5 separate regions of the Mus musculus genome follow, and regions 1, 3, 4 and 5 are each linked to region 2. The links are chromatin contacts, called in public promoter capture Hi-C maps. All regions are on one chromosome and are shown on one strand. The core of a region is the stretch at or near the end of the contact, and the rest is flanking DNA. Distances in the headings are between cores, read along the strand shown. Region 1 holds the start of S100pbp (S100P binding protein). Region 2 holds the start of Tmem35b (transmembrane protein 35B). Region 3 holds the start of Yrdc (yrdC domain containing (E.coli)). Region 4 holds the start of Mtf1 (metal response element binding transcription factor 1). Region 5 holds the start of Meaf6 (MYST/Esa1-associated factor 6).

What was found. Promoter capture Hi-C pulls out the DNA fragments that hold promoters and counts their contacts. Capture Hi-C pulls out chosen DNA fragments and counts their contacts.
Region 1: a promoter capture Hi-C map of hippocampal neurons shows a contact between it and region 2, with 5 times the contacts expected there. The contact joins the promoter of S100pbp here to the promoter of Tmem35b in region 2. A contact is called at or near these places in 3 of 39 promoter capture datasets (cranial neural crest, hippocampal neurons and pre-B cells).
Region 3: a contact with region 2 is called in a promoter capture Hi-C map of liver, with 2.5 times the contacts expected there. The contact joins the promoter of Yrdc here to the promoter of Tmem35b in region 2. A contact is called at or near these places in 2 of 39 promoter capture datasets (both in liver) and 1 of 9 other capture datasets (liver).
Region 4: a promoter capture Hi-C map of pre-B cells shows a contact between it and region 2, with 5 times the contacts expected there. The contact joins the promoter of Mtf1 here to the promoter of Tmem35b in region 2.
Region 5: a contact with region 2 is called in a promoter capture Hi-C map of liver, with 5 times the contacts expected there. The contact joins the promoter of Meaf6 here to the promoter of Tmem35b in region 2. A contact is called at or near these places in 3 of 39 promoter capture datasets (liver and pre-B cells).

The regions. Positions count from the first base shown.
Region 1 is chr4:129,187,582-129,191,082 of GRCm38.p6, reverse strand. It overlaps S100pbp (S100P binding protein), which reads left to right and starts at 1,504. Exons shown (of 7, transcript NM_001379590.1): 1 at 1,504-1,541. It overlaps Yars (tyrosyl-tRNA synthetase), which reads right to left and starts at 1,180. Exons shown (of 13, transcript NM_134151.5): 1 at 1,011-1,180. The coding sequence starts at 1,067.
Region 2 is chr4:127,124,617-127,128,277 of GRCm38.p6, reverse strand. Tmem35b (transmembrane protein 35B) reads right to left here and starts at 2,235. Exons shown (of 3, transcript NM_001099319.2): 1 at 2,085-2,235; 2 at 279-459. The coding sequence starts at 2,189.
Region 3 is chr4:124,848,606-124,852,211 of GRCm38.p6, reverse strand. It overlaps Yrdc (yrdC domain containing (E.coli)), which reads right to left and starts at 1,453. Exons shown (of 5, transcript NM_153566.2): 1 at 1,046-1,453; 2 at 405-519; 3 at 193-312. The coding sequence starts at 1,437. It overlaps Mtf1 (metal response element binding transcription factor 1), which reads right to left. Exons shown (of 11, transcript NM_008636.4): 11 at 2,412-3,606. 1110065P20Rik (RIKEN cDNA 1110065P20 gene) reads left to right here and starts at 1,648. Exons shown (of 3, transcript NM_001347196.1): 1 at 1,648-1,690; 2 at 1,779-1,980; 3 at 2,250-2,727. The coding sequence starts at 1,656. The coding sequence ends at 2,345.
Region 4 is chr4:124,800,529-124,804,029 of GRCm38.p6, reverse strand. Mtf1 (metal response element binding transcription factor 1) reads right to left here and starts at 1,481. Exons shown (of 11, transcript NM_008636.4): 1 at 1,387-1,481. Inpp5b (inositol polyphosphate-5-phosphatase B) reads right to left here. Exons shown (of 24, transcript NM_008385.4): 24 at 2,519-3,324. The coding sequence ends at 3,209.
Region 5 is chr4:125,083,797-125,087,184 of GRCm38.p6, reverse strand. It overlaps Meaf6 (MYST/Esa1-associated factor 6), which reads right to left and starts at 2,024. Exons shown (of 8, transcript NM_001374123.1): 1 at 1,919-2,024; 2 at 925-1,040. The coding sequence starts at 2,008.

The DNA of each region.
Region 1 (3,501 bases), core at 255-2,754, 2.1 Mb before region 2:
AGGTAAATTTAAAAAAAAAAATAGCTTGGTGGTGCAACCGCCCTTAGCGTAATTCTAGTCCAGTCTTTATCTGGCTTGTAAAACAAAGTTTACAAGCCCCTCATGACTTGGCTCCTACCTGTCTCTCCTTAGAGAACATGTCAAAGGACAGCAATAGGTTCTGTGGAGGAACATCAGAGGCACGGGCAGGCAGGGATGGAAACGGTTCTGTTGGCAGGGAGTTGTGGTGGCCGAGCAGTACTGTGCTTGCTTTATTCCATTTAAATCAGTGTCCTTGGACAAAGGGTGTGTGAGGGCACTGAAGGCTGAGTCCAGGGCCTTACTCATGCTTTACCACGGAGCTGAGCCTAGCCTTCTCCCTGTTCTACAATATTCTTGCTTCCCCTTGGGTCTTCCCTGTCTGAAATGCAGTTCTCAGCGCCCGCGTGTACACAACACACACACACACACACACACACACACACACGCCAGAAGAGGACGTCAGATCCCCTGATACAGGCCGTACCGAATAACCTGACATGGGTGCTGGGAACTGAAAACGGGTCTTCTGTAAGAGCAGTACTTTCTTTCCATTTCAGAGCCATCTCTTCGGCCAGCTCGCCCCTTATTTCTTTTCAGAACTTCAGTCATAGGAACTTTCAGTACGTGTTTTATTTGGGTTATAGGTCCTTTTAAATTTCCGGTTCTCTCCGCCAGAGTCCTGGAAAGACATGGCCCTGACTCCCTAGAGCCTAGCAGTGCTCCCGGCATGGAATAGGATGGGTGGAATGAGGTTCCCAGCCCCAGGAATGGCTGGAGCACAAGCTACGTGCACACAAAGGGTGAGCCCACTGGAGTTTCTCTTGCACCCTGAGAATGGCTGCTTGACTGATCAACTAGCAGAGAGGGCCGTAGAGCCGCCCAGGCGCGGAGACCGCGGCCCCACTCGTTTAGGGATTGGCATCGGGAATCATGGGACTTCAAATTCTCGGTACCCAACGGCGCATCCCAACCCCCCACCAAGGCCTGACCTGCAGGTTCCGGGTGATAAGATGCAGCTTCTCCTCAGGGCTTGGAGCATCACCCATGGCTCCGCTGTCTCTGTTTCCCGCGCTCAGCCGGCACCCGCGCCCTTTCCTCGTTCGCCGTCGTCTCCGCGTGCCGGGAACTGTCACGCTAGTCCCGTCGGGTTGCATCAGCTGAGCTCGTCGCTCCGCTTGCTAGGCCTAGATTCTGTCTGTCCCCTCCTCTCCCCGAGCATCCCCGAGTCAGGAGCAGCAGAGAGTCGAAAGAATCGATGAAACAGGAAGGGGCGGAACCATCCAAAAAAAAAAAAACCAAAACAGTGTAGGTGGAGCTGGGGGGCGGGGTTAGGAAGGCCGCCCATGACGCACCCTCTCAGGGGCGGGGCGGTTTCCTGCCAATCACTGCTTGCTTGCCCTCCCCCTGGTGTTGGCCCCGCTGCCTCGGGGTGGGGGAGGTCGTGAAGGGGGCGATAAAATGGCGCAGGGGGCGGAGTGAGGTGCTGCCGCTCGCCCAGGCTTTTGGCCCGGCTTCCGGAGGTGAAGAGCGGGCGGGACGTAAGGGTCGGCGCCCGTCGTCTAGGCGAGGGGTCGGGGGGGAGGGGGCGGGCCGCCTGTTGCTTCTCCACAGGGCCGCGTTCTTCGTCTTGCCCCCGTGAGGAGTAGGGAAGCTCGTCTCGCTGAGGGAAGGGCTGCTTCTCGCGCCAGAGGTGATGGCGGGCGGGGAGGTTGTCCCTGCCCCCCACCTCCACATCCGTGGGCGAGTGACGCCCCTCATCCCGCTGAGGAAAAGGGAGCTGTCAGGTCCTCGGGCCGCCGGCCCTGCCAGTGGGGGCGGGGGGGGGGGTCTTCCTCTCCCGGTGCCTGCCTTCCCCGCGGGAGGCTGTTGCTAGGGAGAGCGGGGATGGCGGGCTTCCCGCGGGGCGTCGTGGCGGGAGAGGGCGACCCACTCCGGGCGACCGCGGGCCGCAGCCTGCCGAGATGTGGCAGTCAGCGTCTGTCCCCTGAGGTCGGGTGCCCTGGCGGAGCCCGCGGGGGGACCTGGGTCGCCCCTGGGGGGAGGGGCGCGGAGGGAACACGCGCTCCTCCCGCTATCCGCGGGGAGGCGAGGACTCGCTCTCCCGAGTGGGAGGAGGAGGGAAGTGCAGAGGCCCTGGGCGCGGCGGGCGGGCGGGTAGTGTTCCCGACGGGGAGGCCCGCGGGCATCCTCGCAAGGTATCCCTGGGCCACCGTTGCTGGGTTTCATCCAGGGCCGCAGGGAATGCTGCAGACACCTAAGGTGAGCCCTTCTTCAGAGGGCCACCAAATGAGGACGGAGTTCACCGGCTGCCCTCATTTTTTGTTTTTTGTCCTCCCCCCCCCACCCCCCCGTGGTTGTTAAGAGCCCCAGGCTTTAATAGACTATTCTTGTAAAAGAAACCTGTTGCTTCAGTTTAGAAAAATCTGCTGCCTGGGCCTGTGTGGGAATTCTTGGCTCCCTAGTCTGGGGGAATTGTTACCTAAAGCAGAGATTTCCAGACCGGTTATCTTTCCATTTTACCTTGTTTGCAGTTAGCCCAGAGGGAGTTGCAAATTCTTTCAGATAGTCAGTTCCCTTTGTTAAAAAAAAAAATTTTGGGAGGGGCTCATTTTGATGATACACCCTTTTTTGGTGGATGCTGTCTGCTTCACGGGTAGTGTATTTTGTTTAGGAGAGGTTGGAAATCAAAGGCCAATGAGGAGTACCCCTCCACCCCCTTTTGCAAAATCCTTGCTTTTGGTCCTGCATATCAGACCCAGTTGGGTAGTGGTTTTGGTTTTAGAGTCCTGAACTAGGTAGGATGTGTAGTATACATTTGGCATTGGCGTTTTACTGTCCTGAATAGAATGAGGCTTTGTGCACGAAGCCAATAGGCAATAGGTTTTTTGAGGTAAGATAAAAATAGATGGGGGAACCAGTTTCTGAGGTTGCAACCAGGAGGTTAGAGAACAGAGAGGGGGTGGTACACTAAAGTGTGAAGACGGGGGTGGACAGGTGAGGGAAGTAGAAGGACAGAATAGGGTCACACAGAGATGTGGAGCAGAATTAAGAGAATTTAGAAATAGGAAAATATTCCTCCCTGAAAAATAAGCGTCCATGTTTGAAAGATTTACCAGGCAAGTGCCAAGAATGGCAGGTGATGTAGCATTCGAGAGGGGGGATTGTGACACTTAAGAGGTTCACGATGTTTATTATTAACATAATATTATTCTGTGGATTATGATTTTTTTTTTTTTTTTGAGACAGGGTCTTACTGTGTACCACTAGCCAGGAACTTGCAGTGTAGACCAGGCTGGCCTAGAATGCTGAGATGCACCCAACTCTGTCTCCTCTAGGTGCTGGGATGAAAGGCAAATGTCTCCATGCCTTGCCATATTGAAGGCTTCCCTCCCTTGAAAATTCAAGTTGACTTTATGTCAAACCCCTCCTTTTCCCTCCCACCTTTGTCCTGTGTAGCCCCTATGGTTTGGAACTTGAGAT
Region 2 (3,661 bases), core at 986-3,485:
CCTACAGCAGTGAGCATTGATCAGAGAGTAGGAGCTCTTGAGGCCATGCTACATGCTTACCCTGGGACACTGCAGCCACAGACAGCATGGGGAAAGCATGTGACAGTGTTACAGTGTCCAGGATATGGTACAAGGCATTTCAAAAACTCCTGGTCTCAAAATTAGGGAAGCTGTGGCAAAGCAGGAAGTGTTCCCAGTCCCAGAAAAGAGAGGACCGCATAAGGAAAAACCGCTGATTTTTTTCTATCATCCCCAGGAGAGCCCAGTTGCCCCCTTACCCATCATGAGTAGGATCAAGAGCACGTTACTGATCTCCTGTAGCACAGGTGGACCCACGACCAGCAGCAACCCAGCCAGCAGTTCCAGCCATCCCACAGCTGTCTGGTAGCTTATAGGGTCTGGCTGGTAGCCGAACACCTTCAATGGAAACACCTCAGCAAACTGCTCGAACAAGGCTCTCTACGAGTGGTAGGGAACGCCTGTCAGTACTACTTATCAGAAAATGCAGTGCCTGAAGGCACCACCGAGACCTCCTCTGCCTATAACCGGCTCCCTTAACAAAACTGCTACAAGTAGTTTAAGAGCCCGGTAAGGAGGGGCTGACCTTGACCTATAGGGCTGGCTTTTGGAATTAGGAACAGACGTGCCCGTGTGAAAAAGGGCTTCAGGTGTAGTCGGTTTTATGTCCTAACCAGACCTCTCCATAGATGATAACCCAGCTCAAATCCCAGAAGAAGGGAGCAGGGCTTGGCTTTCCCATCTAGGGCCAGGGCCTAGGAAGGGCTACAGATTCTCTTTGTGCCAGGTCTAGTTTCTCTTCTCTCTGAATATCTGCAGGTGGGATGGATAGACTCCTTAGAGAATGACTGACACTTTCCATCTTCTATGCAGGTCCTGATTCTACTGTGGCAGACACAAGGAACAGCTGAGGGGGTGTAACACACCCTACTCAGACCCTTCCCTGGGCCTGCTCCACCCTCAGGACTGTTTCCTGTGGTCCAACAGCAGCCCTGCCTGTCCTACTCTGGCTTCCAAGGAGGGAGCTCCATACTGTCACCTACAGAGCTGCTCCAGAACCCCACAGCTGAATTGAAAGGGGGAAAAAAAGCACGGATTTTAAATTTACACTTTTATGCTGGGCTACAGTGACAGCTATCCTGGAGTGTATGTGGTCCAAGGGCCGCACATGAGACACACCTGCAGAGAGTTTAAGCTGTTTGGCTTTTACCATATCTATCCTAAAGAACCCACCATCTTAGGGAAGAAGAAAGAAGAAAAGAGGAGGAGGAGGGGAGGAGAGGAGGGGAAGAAGAAAGAGGAAAGGAAGAAGAAAAAAGGAGGAAGGGAGGAGAGGAGGAGGAGGAAAAGGAGAAGAAAATCGTAGTAGTACCCAGGCTTGGGAGGTGGCAACAGGGGTCTTCCACAGAGCCTGGCTTCTCTGAGGGTCTGGAAACTGCTGGTAGACCCTCTCGGGATAAGGAACTACAGTCAGTGACTTCTATGCTTCTGTCCCAGGCTGCGTGGGACACTGAGGAGTCTAGTTAGATTGGTCTACTTTGAGCCTTGCTTGAATAGCTGTGTAATGTTTTGGTAAATTACATTTTACCATCATGACTAGTTTCAAGCTTAAAAAAGATTTCTAAGGTAGGTAAGCCGTTAATCCCAGTAGTCTGGAGGTTGGGGTAGGTGGATCTCTGCAAGTTCGAGGCCAGCCACTACACTGAGTGAGCTCCGGGCCAGCCAGCCAGAGGGACACATTCAGAAGACCAGCTCAAACAAACAAACAAAAACCAAATAAAGTAAAATTCTGCCTCCCCAACCTGGAACAATGGGTTGGTGGATGTGGGGTGGAGAGGGGTGCTAGGTCACTTTTTCACTTTGTCTTCCTGGACCTCCTGAGTCCCATCACTTCTCCAACTCTAAATCGGCCTGGGGACAACATGCTCAGCCAGCAGTTAAGTCCCGTGCCCTCCCACCTGGAGAAGGTGTAGAAAATAGGAGGAAAGGCCCAGGCGGCCTCGAGCCCGAAGGCATGAAGCCCCCGGGAACCGAGCACACACTGTCCTTCCCCGGGTGCCGCTCACCATCTGTTGTGACACGGGGGCCGAGACCTGAAAGAGCTTGGCAGCCCCGGTGAGCGCGAAGAAGACGCCAAGCAGAACCCGCAACACGCCTACCCTGAACGACATAGCAGCGCCCGCCTTCCTGGACGACTCTTCCTCCCTACCGGAAGACTACAGTCGGTCCGGCCCGCCCACCCGGTTACGCCCAACTTTCAGCCCCGCCCACTGATGGCCACCTCCGCTAAGACCCGCCCACTGAGGCCTTTCCTTACAGGCTGTACTCATTGTGGAGGGTGCGGAGTATCGGGTGTGTGTCCACGCGATCTGGCCTTCAAACCCACCCGTGCTAGAGGAATCTGACACCACCCAACTCCCTGAGTGTCTCTGGGTCTGCAGCTGTATGGAAGTTGCACAATGGCCTTCAGAAAGTTACTAGAAAATCAGTGAACCCTACAATTAATGAGCAATAAAGCAGTAACTGTAAGTTTTTCTGGTCCACCTATGCCTAAAATACCTGCCCCTCCCATTGCTCAACCAAAAGAAAAATGAGAAAGATATTTAAAGAATCCCTTACTTGGTTGCACTGGCAAACAGAGGACCAATTTTTTCCGGTTGTCGAGTTTTTTAACACACACCCATAAGGAAAATAATAACATTCTAGAAATGATTAAGCAATGTTCAAGGAATTTTCACAACAATTGAAAATTATATAAAACTAACACCTCGGGGTACAAGGGTGAAAGTGTTGACCTGCATCCATTTGTATACCATCTATGGCTGAGCCACTGAATACTATCTGACCTTTCATGAAAGCTGGCTACTGCCACGCATGATGTGCCTGTAATTCCCCAACTAGTGAGGATAAGGCCTGAGGACTGCCCAGAGTTGAATGAACTTCACAGCAAGAACTAGGCTAGTGAGGACTATATCGCAAAGGCCAGTCTCAAAATAAAATAAAATAAAATAATTCCCAAGCCCTGGTCTATGGGTCCAAAAGAAGCCCTATGGTCTCAAACCCTCCCACTGTTCATGCTTACTGGCCACGTACTTGGATCTGCTTCCATCTACATAACTCTCGGAGGGCTGGCGATATGGCTGGTGACTAAAACTGCTCATGTTTTTAAAGTGCACATGCCTACTTGGTCATGCAGGAAGGTACTGGTTGCTGGCCTAACTTAACTCTGTTTTGTCACTTTTTTTCCCCTGAGTCACTTTCTCCTGTGATAGATAACCTTGGAAAGACAAAACTCACCCAAAAGCATAATGACAGTGAAGAAGCAAAGCCAGCTCCAAGCAGCAGCGAGTCTGGCAGAGCAGACCAGGCCTTAAATGGGGCAAATGCCACAGTGATGAGGCTAAAACCAAACTGCTCCCTAAAGTGGGAACCATTTGCAAAACTAGAACTGAAAGAACCATCAATCAGACGACTGTCCTTACCAAGAAGTCCGACTGTCAGGCGCCCAACCCTCCACTGTTCCCTTTTCCTGTGATATTTCAGAGTCCCAGTTAGTCCTTCAAACTAAGGTGGCATTGTGTCCCAGCAGTCAGGAAGCAGAGGTAGTCAGATCTCTGAGTTCTAAGCTAGCCTGGTTGACATG
Region 3 (3,606 bases), core at 204-2,703, 2.3 Mb after region 2:
TCCTGGCCTTACAAGTACACCACCTGCCCCCTTCCAAGATTCATTCGGATACCCTCCTCTAACCAACACCAAATGGGTAACCTTCTCACCCATGCACCAAAGGCCCAAATTTCTGCCAGGCAATCCCATTACAGTGTTAGCCTTGTTGATTTTAAGGAAACAGCAGTTTAACCTGCTGGGGCCAATTCTCACCTCAACACTCAGAGAACTGGCCTGGGAGCTGAGGTTGGCACTAGTGAGTGCAAGTGGTCCCCCAAACATCTGGGCCAAGTCCAGCATGAAGGCATGGTCAGGAATCCGGATGCCAACAAGCTGGGAAGCAAGAAAAGAGAACGTGAGGAAGACATCGAGGGCTTGCAAGCGTCTGATTTAGATCGCAGGAAAAGGGAAAACTCTTGACTCACACGAGTAAAGGGGTTCAGGTCTTTGTTGAGCTCCTCGGAGCGCTCCATCACCAGGGTCACAGGGCCTGGGAACAGGTCTTCCAGGAGCTCCCTAGGTACTCTCACCTGACAGTACCTGCAGGCAAAGGAGCACAAATCCTCTCCAAATCACCCTGATGGACCTTTCCTGGGGACTTAAGGCAGATGCTGGAGAGGGGTCCCCTTCGCGTGTATAATGAACGAGATCTACCTGACTCTCTACTCCCTCTTCCTCGGAGTTCTGGCAGAAGACAGACTCCACAGAGTACCCTGGGCTTTAAGTCTATCCGCCTGTCTTGGGGGACAAAACCACAGCGCCGTGGCACGTGGATACAATCTCAATCCGTTTAATCATCTGGAAGGCGTTACCCCGAAACGGGCCTCCCCTCCGCCCATCACAAGGGCACCGGGAGAAGAGTGCCATGCTCGCCTAACTCAGCTTCTCGACCGACTGTCTAGAGCGGATCTTGGCGAGCCGTCAGCGCTCCCGACCAATCTCCAGTTCCGGATTCCTCCTCGGGGAGCAAGGACAAGCCCCTCCCGCGCTCGGCGGACGCCGCGGTCTCCCGAGGCTGTCACCGGAAACCCCTCCCGCGGGGCCGCCCCCAGCGGGGCCGCCTCACCTGTAGACGTCGGCCACGCGGCCCAGGCACACGGCCAGCGGCTTGGCCTCGCTGCGGCCTTTGAGGCGGTACACGCAACTCAGGGCCGCCGAGCTGCTCGCCGAGCAGGCCAGGCCGTAGAGCGTGTCGGTCGGGACCGCCACCACGGCGCCGGCGCGCAGCTCGGCCACGGCGGCCCGCAGCGCCTCGGTCCAGCCGGAGCGCTCGGGGCTCGCGGCTTCCACGGGCTCGCTCTCCGGAAGCCGCAGCAGCCGGGCCCCCGGCAGCGCCGGAGCGGGCTCAGGAGGGCGTAGGAGGCGGCAGCCGCGGCCAGAACTAGCCGGCCCGTCGCTCAACCCCATGCCGGCCGCCACGGCGGCCCTCAGCCCCGCGCACGGACGCGCCGTAGACATCCGTGCCGAGCCGCTTCCGGGAGGAAGTGACGCACGGACGCAACTTCCGGCCCGCGAGGCTCGGCCCCGCCTCCGCTCCCGGCCGCTTAAAGGGACCGCGACCCCCAGGCGACTTGAAGGAGAACGGTGGGGACGGGGCGGGGCTCGGCTTAGCGGACTCCTCGCGCGGCGCGGGGGGCGGACTGCGGAGGGGTGGTGAGCGGGTGGCACGGGCGGCGATGGAGTGGGGTCCCGGCGCAGGCTGGTCACGGGGGTGAGAGCGGGCCGGCGGGGCGGTGGGTTGGGGCCGCGACCTCGCGCCGCCTAGCGCCGGGCCCTGACGCCGTCTCTCTCCCGGGCAGGGAGGCTGCCGGCGTGGACCGTGGGAAGGCGGGGTTGGGGCTCGGCGGGAGGCCACCCCCGCAGCCGCCCCGAGATGAACGCGCCCAGCAGCTGCTGGACGCCGTGGAGCAGCGGCAGCGGCAGCTTCTGGACACCATCGCCGCCTGTGAGGAGATGCTGCGGCAGCTGGGCCGCCGGCGCCCAGAACCGGCTGGTGGCGGGGTCAGTGCCCAGTGCCCTCTCCGGGCTGGACCTGGGGAGGTGGGCGCTTCCCACTCACTGCACTGGTCTAGCTCGCGCTCCCCACCCCCACCCCGCTCCAAAGGAGGCAGGTGGAAGAGCATCCCCACCGCTTAACTTCCTTTGATCTGAGCGAGGTTTTGAAAAAGCATGGTACTGTCGAGATGCCAAGTGGCCTTATTCTTGTGGGGCCTAACTTAAGGCCTTTCCTCCGGGCTCATCCCCCCTCCCCCCTTTTCTGTTCCAACTAGAACGGTTCAGCCAAGTCTGGAGCGCCGCCCCAGCCATCTGTATCGGCCAGAGGTGGCCTTCCAAAGGATGCTGGCGATGGAGCCTCGGAGTCTTGATCATACCCTAGCCGGGCACCCTGACTTCTGTCCCTTTCCAGGGCCAGTGGCTGGACTGTGACCAACTCCCTTCACTAAAAGGGGCCAGTCTTCACGGGCAGTTGCTGGTACTTGGCCCTCAGCCTGGGATGGCAACTCTACTAGCAGCTGGGTTCACTCCCACGTCGTCCTGGCTGAAGGCAGTACTGTGCTTTGAAATGGAGCCAACAAACATCCAGTCTTGAGTACTCGGATTCAGGAAGCCAGCAGTGCTGGCCAGAGTGGTCTGGCCTGCTTTGGGGGTTCCAGGTGGTATTACATGTTCATTTCATGCTTTGGGGGCTCTCAGCCCCACAAAACACTTGAGCAGAGTCTTGATTAAAAGGAAATCTGCAGACCCTGGTGACTGACCTTTCTTTTCTGTCCCTCCAAGACTTGATGGCTGGGAGTGGGAAGAGAGTGTCAACCAGGGACAGGGATGGGAAGTAATGCCACATGTACTACCAGATTTAAATAAGCATTTAATTAAGATTTCATTAGTATTTAATATTGCTTTTTCAATTCCAAAAAGTTAAATTTTCACTTCATAGCAGATATTTTAAAGTACAATATTAAGTTTATACAAAATGAGCAATTAAGCAAACACTATTATTTCACATTCTTCAAAAATACAAATTCGTATTTATTCTTTTTAGGGGTTGGAGGTTTCTTCCTTTGGAAGTACTGAACCTGTAACGTTTTCATATCGCTCAGTGGAAGTCCGTTGTTCCCATGTTTTACATTTAAAATAAACTTGGTACTTTTACATAATTCAAATAAAACTATTTGGGACTTAAAAACTTGTCACCAAGACCACTGGCCAATGATTAGTTTGTGTTAGAAAAGAGTTTGTGGCCTTTTCTGGCTAGATCTGAGCCAGGCAACCAGAAAAGCCCGTTTTCCAGCCACCTTCCCCAAACTGCAACAGGGAATTCCCAGGAAAAGGGACTAGCTACCTGGGACTCCAACCTCAGTGACATTTTCTCCAAAGCACAACCAAAGATGCAGGCTGTTGACTCACACAGCCCTTGGGAAGCCTGAGAACACCCGCGGCAAGGGCGGGCAAGCCCCTGACTTGGCACCTCGAGGGACACGGGGATACTACAATAAACACCCCAGATTTTGGTGGAAAAAAGTTTTATGAAAACATTACCTGTTTAAAAAAAAAAAAAGTAGAAATTGCATTGAATTGAGAAAGTGACATGACATTATCACCTATTTTTGTCCCAGTGAGCCACCACCA
Region 4 (3,501 bases), core at 232-2,731, 2.3 Mb after region 2:
TACTTAAAATCTGACACAATCAGTCACTGACAAGGAAAAAGCAAATCTTTTTTTTTCCCCCAAAAAATTCAAAGTTGGCATTCACAAGACCTTCTACTGTCACATACTTTAAAGATGGATCTATGAAGCTAAGGAGGATAAAAGAGCAAACAGGTGGCTGTTTAAAGAAAGAGTGGCTACAAACCTTCAGTGAGGTGCTCCCGTCCCAATGCCCTCCCTCCCCGCAAACACACCGTGAGGCAGTGCCACGGCCTCATGTAGTTGGTGGTGCAGAAACAACACTCTGAACATAACCACCTCCAAACCCTCCTTTTGCCCTTTACTGCTTGGACAACCTATCCGTGCCTGCTTTTCTACAGTGGGACCAGGGCTTCCTGTTTCATACAGAAAGAGAAACTGCAGGTAAAGAAAAAGGGTGGCTTCCTTCTGTCATTTCTAGAACACATCAGGTGGAGGGGCTAAACCCTAATAAGGAGTAGCTGATGCAAATCACTTTAATTATTTATATCGTAAAACATGATCTGGACCAGAGAGTACACTTGTACAGAGTGACTAGGCTTTCTGACCCGAAAGGCTGACTTAACATAAGCAATACTGACACGAGCAGCTCAGGAAATATCAGCAAAATGAATGACAGACATGCAGACGGTCTCTTTTTGAAGATAGCCTCTTGAGGAAATTACCAAATTTGAAGCTTTCATGGTCTGGAATGGTGATTCCTCCTTCACCCGAAAACACACAGGTTCTACAAATGTGGGTTTGGCAGACACAAAAGGAGAATTTAAAATAACCAGCACATCACTTAGTTCTCAACCTGGTTCTGCACTTTCTCTTCAGCTCAAGAGTCGGCAAAGTGAGCCTTTACTAGCCGGAGTGACAAGCAGGCGAGGTAGTTACCAGGCACAGGTCAAGGGATCTAATCTGAGAGGAACCAGCCCGAACCTTTGCTTACGCAACCCCAGAAATACACGTTTCTCGGTGTCTGAGAGGAGAGATAAGAGACCCGGTGGGCTGCCCCGGGAAACGCAGAGACCAACTTTCTGTAACAAGACCAGGAGGTGTGAGGGTGGCCGAGGACTGCGAACCCAGCACCTCTGAGAGACTAGCATGAGGACCCTGACCGGGAAAGCACCCCTAGTCCAGGGCTACAGAGAAAAACCCCGAGGCAGTCTGGGGGCTACGAGCTGGGCTAAGAGGGGCAGGGTCCGGGTCTCCATGGAAACAGAGAAGGGGGGCTGGATACCCATCCCCATGGAAACGGAGGAGGGGTGGGGTCCCTCGGGTGAGTGGAATGAAGTCTCAGCCGGGAATGGCTACGGCAGGGAGCCCCAGTCCCGCACCCCCCGGATAGTTCCAGCCCCAGCCGAGTCCAGCCTCTGCTTTTACCTCCGCGGCTCCCGGCAACGGCGGCAGCAGCAGCTTCTCCCCTCCCAAGCGGCACCATGATTGCCCCCACCTGTCCCTAGCGTCACTTCCGCTTCCGCTTTCCGGAGGAAGGAGAGGCCCGGGGAGCCCTGGGCCTGCTGCTGTTCGTGATTGGCTTCTACTCTCCAGGGGGCTGAGACCGCGCCTCTCCCCAGCGGGCTGTGGGCGGAGCGAGTGGAGTCTGGCGCTCCGGTGCCGCACCGGGAAGCTGACCATAGAGAGCGGGCTGTTTCGAGCGCGGGAGGATACGCGACATCAGCGGTGAAGTCGAGGTGTTCTCAGCCCCAGCTGCGTCCACAGCTGCAGCAAGAAGGCTGCAGTCAGCCGCCGCCTTCCAGATGCGTAGGCCAGCCCACGGCATCCCTCTCCTCGCCCCACTGTACCCACGCAGCATAGTTCACCTGGCTGAGGCTCCCCCCCAGGACCGGAACGCTGAGCAGAGCCCTCCAGAAACTTCTCGTTCTCACGCGCCCGCGGGAGCTAGCGGTTCCAACCTTCCTTAAGGAGGGTTTTTGCTCTAGAAAGGGTCAGCGCCACCTACTGGCCAGTCCCCTGTCAGCTCTTAACACTTATCCTACCCACCCTTGAAATCCACTCGGTGGTAGCAATATTTCAAAGCCCAAGAAGATACTTTTCTCGTGTTTCTATTATATTCCTGTATATGTAATTTTTAGACTCTCACATAAGCTAATGCTTATTTACCCCATGAACGACTTCTCTCGAATGTTTACGTTGGAGCAGTGCTCTTAGAGGCTAGATCAGGGTTCAGGCCCAAACTGCTGTGCCATTCCCTCTGAGTAAGGTTGAATAAGTGACTCTGGCGCACCAGCATGCCACAGATCAGCTGCTCTGTTCTTAAGCCACAAAGGACTAGCTGCCAGGAACTACCATCTCTTGAGAGAGGAGGATTGGGGAAGAGAAGACCAACTGACTGCTCTGACCTTAGAGTTCTTTTGAAACCAGAACCCACATTAGATGGCTCACATCCAGCTTCAGAGAGATCTGAGCCTCTGGCCTCTCCTAGCACATTCACACATGCATGTACCACCACCACCACACACATACACATAACTAAAAAAAGAGAGAACCATAGTCACCATTAAAAATACATTTTCATTAAAATATATTACATATATGAGAGGTGCTGCATTATATACAGTTGGGAGGACTGAATATCCTACAAAATCCCACTTGTTTCACCAGAACCCCCTTTCTTCAGTGCTCTTGGGGGCGACTGAGAGGCCTTGGAGTTGAGCAGAAAGGGAACAGGTGCCCTATGCATGAACATGTTTGCGGCTTGGACAGTGGAAGCATCTGGATGGCTAAAAGTTGTTTATCCAGGAACCTCTAAGCAGAGTCCTGCCGCCCCAAGCCATTCTCCTTCAGGGACTTCAGTTAGTCCAAGTATCTGACCATGAGATGCTCAGTACGGGATATGGGGAACTCACTGACTGCATGTCCTGGAGGCTGGCTGAATAAGGCAAAGTACAGTTACTTAAAACTTTTAAATAAAAATGAATAGGGAGCTATTTGTGTTAAATAACTAGAGTTGAATGTGGAACGTCAGTTCTACTATGGTGGATTGCCCCCATGTCTTCACAAGTCAGCATGGGTGTGCTAGCCAATGGCATGGAGAAGGGGCAGGTCTAGGCTCAGGTAGAAGAAACAGGTGGCTGCCATTCTTCCAGCAGCCTCAGACCAGCTTAAGGCAGTTCTTGAGCTGAAACAGGTGGGGCTGACAATTGTGGCTGCCTTAAGGAAAACAGGAGAGGAGTAGTGAGGCTCAGAGTGGACCGCAGAGGAACTGGTGAATAAACTCTTGGGCCTTCTTCTTTTCCGCCATGTCAAGCTTTTGGTGACGAGCTGGGTTCCGGAGCAGTAAGCTGCCAAATATGCTAGCTGTGCATGACAGAAACAGAAAATACCACTTAGCAACTGGGACACGGGGGTGATTAGGAGAGAGAACAGACTACCTCAAGCACTCTGTGTTAAAGGCAGGGCCTGGGTGCCTTGAACTCAGGGGCTCCACCTGCCTCTTCCTCCTGAGACTGGGATTAAGGCATGTACCTCTATGCC
Region 5 (3,388 bases), core at 775-3,274, 2.0 Mb after region 2:
ATCAGAGAAAACTACGTAAGCACACACAAGCCATGTCTATTGTTTGTACAGCTTTCTATCGCCATCTGTAAATTATTTCCAAACAAAAGGTTCTTAAGCACACAGAGAAGTTTTCGTACTTCAGAGAGAGCATGCACCCACAGTGAGTTAGCAACTCATGAATACATGGGAAAAACACTAACTGGTCATGCACATTCTCATCTCAGTTTTCCTACAGATTTGAAAAATTCCTCACAAGCGTAGGCATTTTTATACAATCGCATGACTGAGCTGACAGTGGTAACAATGAACTTGGAGGTAGAACAAAGATCGTAATGGCACAGCGTGGCTGATGAAAATGTGGAAGACAGTTCGGTCACAGGCTGTACTTCACTTACACCCACACATCCCTGCACCATGGGCCCTATTTTCTTTCATCACAAATACTGGCTTCCCCAAGGTTTCTCCGTGAGCCGTCAGAGTACAAGTTCAAGCTTAGACCCCATTCCACACTACGGCTCTACCATCTCCTTGCAGAGTAAATGCCAAAAGCAAATGTCCCAAGCTGGACATGACAGTCCATACCTTTAAATCTATCAGTCAGAAGTCAGAGGGAGAAAGAGCTATGTGATCTGTGAATCCGAGGCCAGCCTGCTTTACTTAGTGAGTTCCAGGCTAACCAGGGCTACATAGTAAGACCATGTTTTAAATCAAAACAAAAATCCTGCAGCCAAATATTAGTAGAGGATAAAATGGAGAGATACTATTAGATTTTTTTTTCTTCCAGACAGGGTTTCTCTGTATAGCCCTGGCTGTCCTGGAACTTACTCTGTTGACCAGGCTGGCCTCGAACTCAGAAATCTACCTGCCTCTGCTTCCCAAGTGCTGGGATTAAAGGCGTGCACCACCAGTGCTCAGCTAATACTACTAGATTTTGACACTCACTTTTGATTGGTCAAATACCGATCCCAGCCACGGATAATATTGCCATACATCTGAGTGTCTTCCAGGTAGCTTCCTTCAAAAGCATATATCTGTCTCTCCAAGTTTGCAAGTGTTTCCTAGGTGATGAAAACAGGGACAGGGAAAAACAAGCATTAAGCAAACTGAAATTCCGTCACAGACTTGTAAAGTCAAGCTTACCCACAATGAACCATTTCTGTGGAAGTGTAGGGGTGATGGACCCCTTTATAAATAGAATGAAATGTATAGTCTATCCTCAGAAAATGCACACACATGCAAGATTTTGCATCTACTTCAGAGGCAAAACCTAGCTGTCACGAGCAGGGATGAGACAGACCGTGAGCTGTCTCCATTCTCACTCACTAAATGTGTTGCTACCAGCAGCGAGAAGGGTGAACAGCTTTTCAAAAGCATCTCTTCTACATCAACTGCTTCCTCCCTGCTAGCTCTGGAAGGGCCGCCCGCAGTGGATGCCGGTTGCTATGGAAACCTGGAAGGGCAGCTTCAGGTGAGCTTTGCCTCCCGGATGCTCGCCGTAAAAGGCGGGAGCCTACAGGGCAGTCAGCAGGGTGCCGGCGGCTCCTGGTGCGCGTCACCAATCCAAATTCCCTAGGCTGCGTCTTGGGTCTCCCGCCAGCCCCGTTCCTTGGCATCCTCAAATACACCACATTCCCCGGCCATTGAAACGCGCCGCCCATGGAATCCATCGTGCATCTTCTCCAGGCCGGGGTCTAGCCGCCTCCTTTCCAACCGCTAACCCGACCTGAGCGTCGTCCCCGCCTCCTGCCTCTCGCCCTTCCCGCGCCCTCACCGCCCCGCCCCGCCCCACTGAGCGCAGGCCGGGAACCGCGCCGCCGCAGGGAACCGCGCCGCGCCCGGCCGCCCAGAGCGCCCAGACCCTGGCTGCCCGCCGTCCTCGCCTCCGGAGCTGCCTGCGAGGCCAAGTGGGGACGGCGTCCAGGCCTCGGCCACTCACCGCCAGCTCCTGCTTCCGCTTAACCAGCTCGGCCAGCTCCCGCCGGGTGTCTGGGATCTGCGGCGGCGCCGTCTTGTTGTGCATCGCCATGTTGGGCTCAAGCGGCGGCGGAGGCGGCGGCGCGCGACCAGTAGGCGGACCCTGCGCACTGTCGCCGCTGGCCGCCAGGGGGCGCGACCCCCCACACCGCGCCTGCGCGCGCGGCTTCCGGGGAAGCTGGCCGGCTCAGCGCGCGAAAGCCGGCGCGGAGAGGCGCTTGTACGTGTGGGACCTTCCTTGCTGCTCCACTGTGGGCCTCTGAGCTTAACAGACACCCACAGACATTCACTACATCGAGAACCCAGCTGCAGCATAGGCCTGTTGAGTATTCCATATGTCTCCCGGCAGACGAGGTCCTTGCAACACCACCCAACTGCAGGTGGAAAACCTGAGCAAGGTTCCGCCCACCAACCGGGTTGCAGAGAAGATCCCCAAACCAACATCTTGCTGGGTTTAGCACAGGCAAGCAGATCTCCTGTTGTACGTGGTTTGCCGGAGGGGAAGGATTATGAAAGAATTAGCTTCTATCTTCAGATCCAGAACTGTATCCAGGCTGGTATTGAACAGAAACAGACCGTGAGTTTATCGTCCTGCCTCTGCCTTCCCACTGCTGGGATTCCATGTGTTGAGCATGCCCGCTGTTAATAGGTGCTGGGGATGGATCTCAGGACAGACGAAGCAAGCACTCTACAGGTACACCCTGAGCCCACCTCTGCATTCTCAGTGCTCAGCAACGTCACTCGTAGTTTAGGTGGCGTTCTTTGCCCCCATGGGTGGATGTCCTTGGGTTTCTATGCCCTAGATGTATATTGTTCAACAGGTATGAGAAATTCTCAATTTTCTAAAACTCCTCTTGCCTAATTTTCTCTCTCACAAACCTCTTCACTAATCTCTTGTTCCTCTCCAGTAGTACATGCCTATAATTCTAGCACCCAAGAGGCCGCGGTAAAAGAAGCAGGAAGGTCAAGGTACTACATAGTATTTGGGCCAGTAAGACTATATAAGACAGTTTCACCACCACCCCCCAAAAAAGAAAGTCAAGGCTGTAGATGAAACTCAGTTGGTAAAATATCTGCCTAAGCCCAAGCTTGCACAAATCCCTGAATTTGAGTCTAGCATCTCTTCCTTTCCTGCCAGCCTGGCCCACAGAAGAACCTCCCAGGGCCAGGCATGGTGGCACATGTCTTTATTCCCAGCACTCAGGGGACTCGAAGACAGACAGGACAGCTGTTTTGAGGGGGAAAAAATCAAGATGAGCCTCAACTACACAGAGAATTTGAGGCTAGCCTAGGCTCAAAAAAATAACAATCAGACCTTGGAAATTTTCTTTTTATGTCTATGAGTGTTTTGCCTGCATGTATGTCTCTGTACCATATGCATGCAATTCCCAAGAAGACCAGAAGACATCAGATCCTCCTGGGACTGGAGGAA